2 separate regions of the Lactuca sativa genome follow, and region 2 is linked to region 1. The links are chromatin contacts, called in public Hi-C maps. All regions are on one chromosome and are shown on one strand. Each heading gives the region's core, a stretch centred on a gene start, on an enhancer-like site or on the middle of the called end of the contact. The rest is flanking DNA. Distances are from core to core; before and after follow the strand shown.

Region 1 (3,806 bases), core at 357-2,856:
CTCCTAGACTATTTTGAAGATATTTTAGGAGATCTTTCATGAAACTTTGAAAAATCTTATTTGAATGATCTATTTCTTCGTGGGTCCGATTAATTATATTGTATCGCATTCATCGTAACAATCTATTTAAGCAAAAGTATGCATATTTTCACAATATTTTCAAATGTTCTAACTATTGTCGTGATAGTCCTTTAACAATAGTCAAACGAAATCTAAATACCTAAAATGACCATTTTGCACCCTTTCTCACGCCCTCTTATTATTCATTAACTAATTTTATTTTTGGAACATGTAGACATAAAAAACTTTTCATGGAACTAGCCCATTTTAGATCAATCTCAAGTCTCAACTACAGATAATATCCTTTGGTAAATTATGTGAATTTTTTAATGAATATTACTTCTGGTGCCTCTCGCTACAAGACAAAAAAAATTCAAGCACTCGTCATAACAATCTACATAGGCCCCATAAGCTTGTTAATGGATAGCCTTCATAAAGTTCATCTATAACATTAGGCTTGAACATAATTTTTTCGATTGGATTCATGGCGTTGTGTCACGCTACTTGATGTATCCGATCGATCATTTGGAAGGTAACATCATAAAGGAACCCAACTGACATTTTCACAACATCAAATATAAATGTTAGCTCACATAAATCATTATTGGATATTAGAATTACCAACAATATCTTATATGCTCTCGGATGTATTAAATTTTTTACATCAATCTTTGTCATGCAAATGATCCCAAAAATGTCGAAAACAACTCATCCCAATGAACTATTCGAAGGAGTCATTGAAGCTTATATCGTGGATCTACCATTTAAATGATTAATGAAAAACTTTATCTTTCATAGTAAGGAAAACAATTAGTATTATAACCCAATTGGTATTTATGTTGTGATAACACAAAATTGAGAGTTGCATAAAATGCTAATCATATGAGAAATACATAGATAACTAAATGTGGTAAAATGTATATGAGAATGTGAGGATTCTTGTTTAGGATTTCAATGGACAAGAGTGAGAAGGGATCCGATGGTATCTTGGTAGAGTCTAAGGCTTCTAATGGTAGATAACAATTGGGTTTTTAAGTTGTTTGGAAAACTATTTGTGTTTAATTTAATTTGAAACACTTTATTTGTTTAGTTTAGTATTATGTTTTATTCTCTGTGTTATTCTATGCTTCTTGATGAAGTAACATGACTTAATTTTCTATTCTCCTATTTACACGTTATCATTATAATAGCAAACTCATTGGTAATTCCAATTAGAATAAAATAGAAGAGGTATATAATAAAATATATATTTAAAAAAAAAAAAAAAAAAACACGACCACATCATTACCTCTCATACCTCATTCCAATTGGGATTATCTTTCATTGTTAGTGGTGTTTTTTTTTTAATATCTTTTATGTATAGCATTTTTATTGAAAAGTAACAAATATAGAACGAAATAGTGGTGAAAGATTGACTTCTTGTGAAATTAAAAATATTTTATTAAATATCATATGGAGGAAATTTGCATTTTCTTTTTTCTTTATAATTTTTTTGAGTAATTTGGCGGCCGAAAATGGGGTCCAATAATAAAAGCATCTCTGTCTCTGCAACTCTGCCAGCCTTTCTTCAACCGTTTCTTGCTGTCCACCCTCCCAAATCAGAATCACAACTACAAAATTACAAATTCAATCAAACAATTAAACCCCAAATCTTTCTTAATTTCACCAACAGATCACAACTCCACAAAAATGGACTCATCGGACGACGAAGGAGAGGAGTACTTGTTCAAAGTAGTCATCATCGGAGACTCAGCAGTCGGAAAATCAAACCTGCTATCTCGTTACGCTCGAAATGAGTTCAATATGCATTCCAAAGCTACAATCGGAGTCGAGTTTCAAACTCAGAGCATGGAAATCGACGGGAAGGAGGTCAAGGCTCAGATTTGGGACACCGCAGGCCAGGAACGCTTCCGTGCAGTCACCTCCGCTTACTACCGTGGTGCCGTTGGTGCCCTAATTGTTTACGATATTTCCCGGAGCACCACATTCGATAGCGTCTCCCGATGGCTCGAGGAGCTCAATAGTGAGTTTAATTTACTACGATCTGATCTCGTTTTGCTTTAGCTTAATTCGTTCATTATGTGCTTTGGATCAATTCATTTGAATCGTTTCTAGCTAGATCGAGATGCATACAAGTGTTTTGAAAATGTTTTTGACTGAATTTGAACACTTATGGACATGATCACATGAATCTGAGGTGATGTGATTTAATCCCATGTAGAAAAACTCTGATTGGATTCATAATTTGGGATCTTCCAGTTCAAATCCTGAATTTGTCATATCCAATTTCAAATTCCAATTCCTTTAACAGATTTCATTCCTTATAATGCAGCTCATTCAGAGACAACAGTGGCAAGAATGTTAGTGGGAAACAAATGCGATCTGAACAACATCAGAGCTGTGTCTGTTGAAGATGGCAAGAACCTTGCAGAAAAAAACGGATTGTTCTTCATGGAAACATCAGCACTCGATTCAACAAATGTGAAAACAGCTTTTGAAATGGTGATTCGTGAGATTTACAACAATGTTAGCAGAAAAGTTTTGAATTCAGATTCATATAAAGCCGAGTTATCTTTAAACAGGGTCACTCTTCCAAATGATGGTGATGCTGGATCTAAGCAAGATCAAACCAGATACTCTTGTTGTTCTTGATTTTTCGTATTCTTTTCTTGATTATTTTTCGAAATTAAATTTATTTTGTTGGATTTTATTACGTGAATGGTAAAATTTGCCATTTTTTTTTGTTTTTTTAACCATGTTGATTTGACAAACTGCATATATAATTATATATCTATTTATGTATCTACATTAATTTGAATTTTTTGTTCATCACATCCAAAAACTTAACTGAAAGCATTTTAATTGCTTGAGAATGTTTATTTATTCATTTTTAATAACAAAAAAGTGATAAATTTAGATTTTATTAATTATCTTCATCTGTTAATTAAAAGGTTAAACATCATTATTTGTTAATTAAAAAGTTAAAATCATTATTTGTTATATAAAAGGTTGGAAAACTATCTTTTAAATAATTGAAAATGTCGAAAAGACCAATATTCTAAATTAAACAACAATAACAATGGGTATACATAACATTAAATAAAAAAAATATTAAAATAAAACTAGATTAAGAAAAAAATTATATTACCTTGAAAACAATAATTATCATTTTAAAAACATCAAGAGTGAGAGCATGATAGAAATCTTAAGAGATGTCTCATTGGAGAAGTCAAAGAGTTGGTAATGTTCGACAAGGTTCTGTCCATGCTCAAAGACATGTATTATGTCATTGCAATTAGATATATTAAAGGTCGTGTGGTAGTCTCTTAATTTTTTTAATTAAGAGATTAAGAGCATATACTAGCCTCCTAATTTTTATCTCTCATTGTCATAGCCTCTTAATTTTTAAAAGAATGAGTCGTATCTAAATATATATAAAAAAAAAGAGCAGGTTTTGGATATACGCTAATTTTTCGAAAACTTTTTTTCCGCTTCTCTTTCTGTGCGTCCATTTTCCCTCCCACTCTGATCTCTTAAAAGATTAGATTTTAAAAATTATCATCTCTTAAAAATTCAGATCCTGTATGATTATATGTATTTTGGAGATACATGCCAAGCAAAAGAAATTTCTAACAGAAAATAAAATAAAAACTACTAGAGTACTTGGTTATATCGTGGCTTAGGGTATGTGATAGGGGTGTCAATTTATGACACGACACGACAAAAATACATAAGACGAAACGAAA
Region 2 (3,806 bases), core at 450-2,949, 180 kb after region 1:
TAATTTATGATTAAATATAATTTTCTTTTTTTACATTTAAATTTTGTTATATTAAATGTAAATGTAAACAATCTGATATAATTTATTTGGTTATGATATGTATTTTATTTTATGATTAAATATAATTTGTTTTATGATTAAATTTATATATGAAGTTATTTATCCGGTTTGTTATAGGAAAATTATCAAACGCCGTAATTTTTAGATGTCCAAAACCTACAAAAATACCCATTTGTTTGTATTTTTATTCTTGAAACGGAGGTGATGTGTCATGTGATATTCTTAGCCTAAACTTTTCTTATGAGATTGTGATGGTATTAAAGTTACTAATCAAGAAGAGATGTATTTTATTGATGATTAGCATTGCAACAATTCATGACAAGACCTGTGACCAGCTACGAACCCGACATAAATATAAGGTTTGTCGGAGTGGCTTCAGTCTTCCTCAACAAAACCTGATTTGGACTTGGTGAACACTAGGCCACCAACTCGGCATGACGAGTTGAGTAGCTAAAATCGATAGAAATGTGTCCTCATTCTTCTTCCTCCCCTCTTCCTCCTTTTTTCTTCCTCACTCGGCAGACCGCCCCTCCTCCTCTCCCTCTCTTATTCTCCCGAGCTTCTTCCCCCCATTTTTCTAATGTGGCGTTCGACAGATGCTTTCATGACTTCGCCTAGTCTAAACATGGTTGGGTTGAGTTTTCTGACTAGCCAACCCAGTTATTATGTAGGTCGTTTTTGGGTTTGCAAATAATTTTTCGGGTTGATCCATGAACCCGCTTATTTTATTAGATTAAAAAAGGGGAAATATATGAGTTGAGTGGTCAAACTCGATATAAATGTGTCGAGTCTCATCCTTCTTCCTCACTCGGCTGATCACCCCTCCTATTCTCCGTCTCTTCTTCTTCCGAGCTTCTTCCCCCCATTTTTCTGATGTGGCGTTCGGCAGATGATGCCACGAATCCGCCCAGCCTAAAAAGGGTTGGGTTGAGTTTTCTGACTCACCAACCCATTTATTATACAGATGGTTTTTGGGTTTGCAAATAATTTTTCGGGTTGATCCATGAACCCGCTTATTTTATTAGTTTTAAAAAAAAGTAAAAAATATATGTATTACATAAATTAAAGAGTATGACTAACAAGTACATCCGTAAATTTAGATTTTTTTCCCATGATTTGTGAACTTGAATCTGACTTATGAACACGGATATGACCCCACGAACCTACAAACTCGTATAATTAAATGAGTTATGCAGGTTAACATGTTAAGAATATTCCGAGTTAACTTTGAGCAAGACGACATATATATTTATATAAGTCCGGTTTTAGTTTTTATGACATGTTAACCCGAACACTACATGATTGTCACCCATAATATTTATTGTTGCATTGGACCCAATCAAAACTTTGATTGCTAAATATTTTTTTACAAGTAATGTGTTAGTGTTATATCTCATTAGAAAAAAAATTAAAATGACATGTTGGAGCCACTTAAGATGTCGTATTTATATTGCAAACATTAAAACTTTTTTAATGTTTAGAGCTTTATCGAATATAATTAATCCTTGCATGATTGATAAACAAATCTCAAATATTTTGTTAGCTAGTAATATCATTAACCCTATTATATTTGAATAAAAAAGAAAGTTGAAAGGGACATCTTCTTTATTTTTTTAATCTTTTGTTTATTGCTTCCTCTTCACTTTCCTTCCCCATCTTTTTCCAACTTTCTTCCCCTTTTTTTTCTTTCTGCTTTTCTGTTATTACCCAACTGCTCTCCAACACAACCCCTTTATCTTTCACATACTCGACTTGAGTGACTTCCAAGAACCAACAACATTATTAAGTTTCCAATCTCCCTTTCTTAATTCCCCCAAAATCAGACACCCATTTTGGGATTTTGATAATACCAATCACAAATTCAGATCACTTATTTCAAATATGGAAAAAGATAGCTTCTTTAGCACTGAAGGTAATGGGATTCCACACGCCTGGAATTCAGTCTTCGGAATGGAAATTGAAAGTCAAGTTAGCGAAATGAATTGTAGCTCCGAACAGATTCCCAATTGCTTTTTCAATCGCAATTGGGATAATTCAATGGATCAGAGCGATCCCTTTGAATCTGCCTTGAGTTCCATTGTCTCATCTCCAGTGAATTCGCATCCTGGAATCCCAATTCCGAGTTGTGGAGGTGAGAACGTGGTGCTCAGGGAATTGATTGGTAGATTAGGAAGCATATGTAATTCTGGGGAGATTTCACCTCAGTCTTGTATACAAGGAAACAATAGCGCCAACACGTCATGCTACAATACTCCATTGAATTCGCCACCGAAGCTCAATTTGTCAATAATGGATCATCATCAGATTCAAGGGAATTTGCCAATTCCCAGGAATCATCAATTACCATTGGCCCCTTTCCCTGCAGATCCTGGATTTGTCGAGAGAGCAGCCAGATTCTCTTGCTTTGGTGGGAAGAATTTTGGGGTGAAAGAATCCGAATTCCCCCATATGGTGGAATCAGGAAAATTGTCAAGAGTGTCAAGTAATCAGTCGTTCAAGACTACTGGATCTCAGTTCGTGGGAATTCAAGAAGAAGGAACTGGAACTCCAATTCCGGCTTCTGATAAGAAATTCAGCAGGTTATCCATGTCGTTGACTTCAGAAAACAAGGAATTGGATAATTCCATGGAGGAATCATCCTTATCCGAACAGATCCCTGGTGGGGAAACCGGAATTAAAGGTCAACATACCAGTTCCAATGGCAGAAAGAGAAAGGCAATTCCGAAGGGGAAAGGAAAAGAAACCCAATTCAGCGCTCAATCTACAAAAGACACCACGGTAAATTCATTCAATTCTTCTCTTTCACGACAACCAATTTTGATATTTAAGAAATTCTGTAAATTAAAGACCTTTTTTTTGTTCTGTTTCAGACTGTGGTAGAACAAGAAAAAGAGGAATCAGATGCAAAAAGAAGCAGGTCGGATGAAGAAGGTAATGCTACAGAAAAAGAAAAGGAAAAGGAAAAGGAAAAGGTAGAAGGGAATGGGAATGGGAATCAGAAGCAAACGAAGGAAACAGCAAAACTACCAGAGCCACCGAAGGACTACATTCATGTCCGAGCAAGAAGAGGTCAAGCTACGGATAGTCACAGTCTTGCTGAAAGGGTATGTCAATTCCATTCCATTCGTTTCAATTCCATTCCATTCTTTTCTTTTATGTCATGAAACCAATTGACATTCTATTTTGGAAATTTTAGGTCAGAAGAGAGAAGATAAGTGAGAGGATGAAGTTCCTTCAAGATCTTGTTCCTGGTTGCAACAAGGTAAAAAGAAAAAAAAAATCATTTATTTATTTATTATACATTGAAATTTTTTACAAATTGTTTGTAATTTGAGATTTTTATTTTTTTATTTTTAATTAAAGGTGACAGGAAAGGCTGTAATGCTGGATGAGATTATAAATTACGTACAATCATTGCAGAGACAAGTTGAGGTACATACAGACTAATTCAAATAAAAAATATATTAATTTTCTTAATTATATAAATATTAATATATCGATTTTCTTTTTAATAGTTCTTGTCAATGAAATTGGCAACCGTTAATCCAAGAACAGATATGAACATGGAAGCTCTTCTATCCAAAGACGTAAGCGCTTTTCAATTTCATAATATATCCAACTATCTCATCAAGGGGCATTTTAGTAATTTCCCATACCTTTCTATCTATTTTTCAGACTTTCCAAAGGGCATCCATGTCAAACGTCATGAATCATATTGACGCATCAGTCCAGCCATTTTATGGAAT

The links. A called contact is a pair of places that touch in the nucleus more often than the background predicts.
Region 2: a Hi-C map of leaf shows a contact between it and region 1, with 4 times the contacts expected there. The contact joins the promoter of LOC111896946 here to the promoter of LOC111896908 in region 1. A contact is called at or near these places in 2 of 4 Hi-C or Micro-C datasets (both in leaf).

What each region holds. Positions count from the first base shown.
Region 1 is chr1:88,663,429-88,667,234 of Lsat_Salinas_v11, forward strand. LOC111896908 (ras-related protein RABA5c) reads left to right here and starts at 1,607. Exons shown (of 2, transcript XM_023892876.3): 1 at 1,607-2,083; 2 at 2,393-2,889. The coding sequence starts at 1,750. The coding sequence ends at 2,712.
Region 2 is chr1:88,847,232-88,851,037 of Lsat_Salinas_v11, forward strand. It overlaps LOC111896946 (transcription factor bHLH62), which reads left to right and starts at 1,700. Exons shown (of 8, transcript XM_023892920.2): 1 at 1,700-2,838; 2 at 2,931-3,164; 3 at 3,257-3,322; 4 at 3,424-3,492; 5 at 3,576-3,647; 6 at 3,736-3,806. The coding sequence starts at 1,942.